Linked DNA regions of Bombyx mori: region 2 is linked to region 1. A link is a contact called in public Hi-C data. All regions are on one chromosome and are shown on one strand. Each heading gives the region's core, a stretch centred on a gene start, on an enhancer-like site or on the middle of the called end of the contact. The rest is flanking DNA. Distances are from core to core; before and after follow the strand shown.

Region 1 (2,859 bases), core at 357-2,856:
CTTCACGGCAGAAATATGCAGGGTGGTGGTGGTACTTACTCGCGCGCGCTCACAACCACCAGTTTCGTGATGTCGTTGTTTTATAGCGTAATTATACTGGTATTCAATGTTTTTAATCTTTTGAACGCGATGTGCGCTTTGAAAAATGCCGGGCTTATCCCTAAAACCTGATTATTCTGTCAATTTATTTAATACAAAAAGATCTCATTGAATAACATAACTGATAAGGAGATGATAAGCAGTAAATATTATTGAATTGTAAAGTACAGTTATTCAGATGCATTCAGAAGTCGATTAACTTGAATGTAAATATTTTGCTTATTAATTGTTATTGTGCTGGTGATAAACATGTTAATTAACCGAAACGATTCAAAAATAAAAGTTTGGAATGCAATTGACTTTTTATCGCAAATTTACAAGATGTTAGACTAAACATGAACCCATTATTTTCAATTCATAAAATATATAAATTTTTGTGAATCTTTTGCACAATTTAAAAATCTTTAATTCTTAAGAAACTAATAGGTCTAGTATTCCCATTGATATAGAAAAAAAAGTTTTATTAATATTACTTAGATTATTAATTACTTTATGATGGCCATAGCTATATTTAAATTTCACTTCGAATCGTAGCTTCATTTGTAAGACACCTTGTGTCGAGGACTTCGATTATTCCGGAGGCATTAACCGCAGGGCGAGTACCAATTTTGCGAATTAAACACACGTAACATGCAAAAAGTATAAAATTACGTAATTGCAGGGCGCACTGTCCGCCCACACGGTCGGTACCGCCATCTGTTAATAAGCATTTTTATTTATTTATTAGGTGGATGAACGAGCTCACGGCCCACCTAGTGTTAAGTGGTTACCGGAGCCTATAGACATCTACGACGTAAATGCCGCCACTTACCCTGAGATATAAGTTCTAAGGTCTCAGTATAGTTACAACGGCTGCCCCACCCGTCAAACCGAAACGCATTACTGCTTCACGGCAAAAATAGGCAGGGTGGTGGTACCTACCCGCGCGGTCTCACAAGAAGTCCTGCCACCAGTAAAGACTTGTTTTTGTTATGTAGCAAACGGAAATTCCTGTTTGAAGAACATCCGTTACACAACACAATCAAGACTTGGATCTTTTTTTTTTTTTAAACAATGACGCCACCTTAACTCGTCCCGTGATAAGTTCGTAAAGAACTTGTGTTACAGGTACCAGATAACGGAAATAAATGTAAGATTTTTATTATACACATACATATATTTAATATACATCCATAACCCTGGAAAAGACATTTATATTTATCATACAAATATCTTCACTTGGCGGGATTCGAACTCGCGACCCCCTTGTGTAGTGACCATGTCACTTACCACTACACCAGACGGCCGTGGTGACTGCGTTGTAATGTTTATGGTCTTCAGTAATAAAATACCAAACGGGTGGTGAGACTGTCTACGGCGATAAATAAAAACTAACAGCGTAAGTTAAATTTCCTTACAAAACGTTTCGGCCTAACATTGAGTAGGTAAGAAGGTTATAATAATAAAATAATTCTGACCTAACTATGGCTGCTGAATACTAATAAGTGATCCGTCAACTACCATACAATTGATCAATTGTAAGAAGACAGATACGAATTCAAGTACATCTTTGATACTACGTGCAGTTTAGATAGCAGTACGCAGTTTGTCAGTTCTCGTAAATAAATAAATAGGTGGGCTTATTAGCAGGAAAATTAAATTATAAAATAAGGCGCATCGGGTTATTCATTCCTTGTTTTGTCTATGGTTTACATAGATTCTTATGACACTAAAGTTTATTCAAAATGACCTCCGTGATTTTGAATACAGGCCTTCAATCTGCGCGGCCAGTCGTCTATCGCAGCACGAACGAGGTCCATGTCAATATCGGCGGCTGCCTTAATCAAGGATGTCTTGAGTGACTCCAAATTGGGATGAGGCTTTGAGCACGCCTTTTCCTCCAAGTGTTGCCATATCTTGTAATCTAACGGATTCAAATCTGGACTGGAGGAGGGCCAGTCTTCGTGCCGGATGAAGTCGATTTCACGCGCCGCCAGCCAGTCTTGTGTGCTCTTCGCTCTATGAGCTGGCGCTGAATCTTGTTGGAATACCCAGTGCCTGTTATTGAACATGGTATGAGAAACAGGTTCCACAAGGTTCGTCAGGACTGTATTTTGATACACAACTGCATTCGTTTTTACACCTTTCTCACAAAAATGTACCTCTGTTAAGCCCCAATAAGAAACTCCCAACCATACCATGAGCGAGGATGGAAAATGACCTCGTTGGACACGCGGAATACGGTTGCTCGCTTCTTCACTACTGTGTGCGTACACCTTATCATTTTGTTTGTTGTAGCTCTCTTCTACGGTAAAAAATTATATATTTTTTTCCCGCGTACCGCTTCAACAAAGCGCGGCATCTCTTCAGTCTCAGGTCCATTAGACGAGCATTCAAACGATGTCCTGTTTTTCTTCGATATGCCCGAAGCCCTACATCTTCATTTAACACCCTTTTCACCGTGGTTCTGTTTAACCCCATCTGAAGGGCCAACAGTTTCTGCTTACGTTTGGGATTTCTTTGAATTCGCGCCTTCACAGCTTTTATCACTGCTGGAGTCCTAACAGACCGAGGGCGACCACTTCTTGACCTGTCATCTACACTAGAGTCTTCATTGTATCGTTTGATGGTACGATAAACGAATCTTTTGGTTATATTCAAAATTTTCAGTATGTTAAAAATTTGAATTAGCGCGTAACCGCAACGATGCAACGCAATTACTGCAACACGGTCTTCTTTAAGCGTCCACTCCATATTTAAAAATGAGTACAATTCTAAAAG
Region 2 (3,140 bases), core at 451-2,950, 58 kb after region 1:
AGGCTATCAGCTTAGGTAGGAAAGAAAAAAAGACATCGAAGTATATCCCAGCCTATAGCTGTCCACTGCTGAAGATAGGAATCTTCAATCGATCTCCAGTTTGGCCGGTCCGTTGCCACCTACATCCAACATAACCCAGCGATTTTCACTAGGTCATCCGTCCGTGTGGTAGATGGTCGTCACTCTCCGCGCCTGCCAATACGTGGTCTCCACTTAAGAATCTTTCTGCCTCATCGGCCGTCCGATCTTCGCGTTATGTGGCCGTTCAGTTTTAGACGGAAATTTTAATCTCGCACATCAACTTATTATTATTATTTTTTACTGAACTTTCCTCTACGAGCGTTTTATTCAAATCAAATCAAATCAAATCAATTACTGAATCCCGTAGACATCTCCAACGTATATGCTACCACCCACCTCGAGATATAAGTTCAAAAGTCTCAGTACAGTTAAAACGGCTGCCCCGCCCTTCAAACCGAAACGTATTACTGCTTCACGGCAGAAATAGGCCGGGTGGTGGTACCTACCCGTGCGGACTCACAAGAGGTCACACCACCAGTAAAATGCATGCTTACTCCTTAGTGGCTATGATGCGCGAATATAATGGGTATGTGGGACCAATAATGCCACAGGTGTACTTGACGTTGTCTGTGCGTGTGTGTACAAAATAATTGAATGTTTACAGAACGAGTACTTCAGTCGTCATCCCCGCGGATTGAATCCGGTGCAGCTTAACGACGTGTTCTTCTCCTTGCACGCAGCCTTCGCTACTCTCATCACCATCACCCAGTGCTTTTTATATGAGGTACGGAGATATTCCCCGCAAGTCGTCGTGGCCTAAAGGATAAGACGTCCGGTGCATTCGTGTTGAGCGATACACCGGTGTTCGAATCCCGCCGGCGGGTACCAATTTTTCTAATGAACTTGGTAGGATCGATAAAACATGATATTATATTAGAATTACAAGTAATCCTTGGATTTCGGTCAAGGACACTTTGATGCGATATTCGTTCATCCAATACTCATAGTAAGCCACTTGGACCGTTCACTATCTTAATCCTATAAATTTTATATCAAAAGAATATTCATCGAATTTATCTCGAACCGACAGACTCGAGCAATGATAATAAATTGCATATTTATCAAATTAAGTGTTTTCAGCTTGCTATTTACCAAATGTTTGATAATTCGCGGGCTGCGGTACTAATGAGTTCGGCGAAATATGTATAACCTTATATTAATAACTTAGTTTCTTTTCTTGCCTTAATTAGACAGAGTGACGTCAGCGATACCGTAACCCTTTATTAGTGCAGCAGCCTTGCATAGCACGAGCTCCAGCTATGAGGAATATAATTTTTGTTATTGCTTAGATGGGTGGACGAGCTCAGAGCCAGTAAATGCGGCACCCACCTTGAGATATAAGTTCTAAGGTCTCAAGTATAGTTACAACGGCTGCCGCACCCTTCAAACCGAAACGCATTACTGCTTCACGGCAGAAATAGGCGGGGTGGTGGTACCTACCCGTGCGGACTCACAAGAGGTCCTACCACCTGTAAAAATGATCATACGATTGTCTGCGTTTGGTAACAGCGTGAAGAGCAACGGGTCTCGACGGTGGGGCGCGGGATACTCGGCGCGTTCTCAGCGGTCGTCATAGTAACGGGCAGCATCGCGGTCGTCGGCAAGATCGAGTGGCTGGACTGGCTCTACTACTGCAGCTACGTGAAGCTCGCCATCACGCTCATCAAATACGTGCCGCAGGTCAGTACTGTCGACAGAACCGAGCTGGTGCCATTGGGGGCATCAATATGAACACCAGATATCAAGAATATCACTCTAAAGAGCAGCCAATAAAGTTAAATATTGCGTACCCAAGCACTCGGCTAACAAGTCTTAACGTACGATTTCTCTAATATGTAAACTACACATCTTTAGATTAGTTAGAGGAAGTCTGAAAGTGGCAACTGTGGCAGAGAAGCTGAGAAGTGCGCGTTTGGGATGGTATGGACATGTGATGAGACGAAATGAAAATGAGGTTGGTAAGAGAGTGTTAACTATGAATGTGGAAGGATATAGAGGAAGATGTAGACCTAAGAAGAAATGGATGGATTGGGTGAAAGACGATATGTGTAAGAGGGGAGTGAGCGAAGAAATGGTATATGATTGAGGAGTATGGAAGGAGAAAACATGTTGCGCCGACCCCAGGTGACTGGGAGAAGGGCAGGAGAATTATGATGTAAACTAACCATCTTTTCAGTTTGTTGGCACATAGTCTCAAATCATGGACATGCCCGAACTTGAGGTTCAGTTATTGGAGTCCGTAGATATCTAAACATTATTCCCGCCATTCTCCTTGAGACATGAGGTCGAAGTCTCAATTGTATTGTAAAATTACTGTCCAACGAGAAATGCGCAGCCGAAAACATCGATATTTCCAGCCTTTTCTTTCCAGCCACTATTCACGATACTCAAGAGAAGAGATGGGGTAGTGCTATCGTACAGATTCCATAGACATAACAAATTGAGTTTGTCGCCGGATCTTCTCAGCGGGTCTCGCTACTCTTGCTAAGGGTCAGTGCTAGCAATAACTTCAGGTTGAGCCCGAGCTGACGAAACTACTGGTCCGCATGTAGTTGCAATATCCTGTTAGGCTACCAACAATTACATAAGGAAAAAATATCCGAGATATGGTATCACACAGCCAAAGCAACTCGAAAATCTAGGACGTGATTGATCTATTTGATAATCAAACTTGAAAAATATAATAAAACAAACAAAACAAAACATAAATTTCAGGCGTACATGAACTACAAACGCAAATCAACGGTCGGCTGGAGTATCGGCAACATTTTCCTCGACTTTGTGGGCGGTTTCCTTTCGATACTCCAGATGGTCCTCAACGCCTACAACTACAACGACTGGGTTTCGTTCTTCGGAGACGCGACCAAATTCGGCCTCGGCCTCTTTAGTCTCGTTTTCGATATATTCTTCATACTGCAGCACTATGTCTTCTATAGGTACGTAACGATGTTTCTAATAAGCATGCGGTGTTGTCATTATAACCTCTTCCGATAGCTTTGTGTGTATGTGGTGTTGCTGTGAAATCGATAGTAATCATTATAAAAAAATCATTGATATCG

Evidence for each region. Hi-C and Micro-C count contacts between places; a contact is called where the count stands out from the background.
Region 2: a Hi-C map of whole pupa shows a contact between it and region 1, with 2.3 times the contacts expected there. The contact joins two enhancer-like sites. A contact is called at or near these places in 3 of 7 Hi-C or Micro-C datasets (midgut and whole pupa).

The regions. Positions count from the first base shown.
Region 1 is chr22:4,048,790-4,051,648 of ASM3026992v2, forward strand. All of the region lies in intron 1 of LOC101747227 (cystinosin homolog), which reads left to right. Among protein-coding and RNA genes, the nearest start is that of LOC101747227, 5.8 kb to the left of the region's middle. Within about 2 kb of position 1,607, at least 3 of the 8 cell types and tissues checked have open chromatin away from gene starts, as enhancers often do.
Region 2 is chr22:4,106,646-4,109,785 of ASM3026992v2, forward strand. It overlaps LOC101747227 (cystinosin homolog), which reads left to right. Exons shown (of 10, transcript XM_012695321.4): 7 at 686-805; 8 at 1,591-1,761; 9 at 2,797-3,017. Among protein-coding and RNA genes, the nearest start is that of ST5, 55 kb to the right of the region's middle. Within about 2 kb of position 1,701, at least 2 of the 8 cell types and tissues checked have open chromatin away from gene starts, as enhancers often do.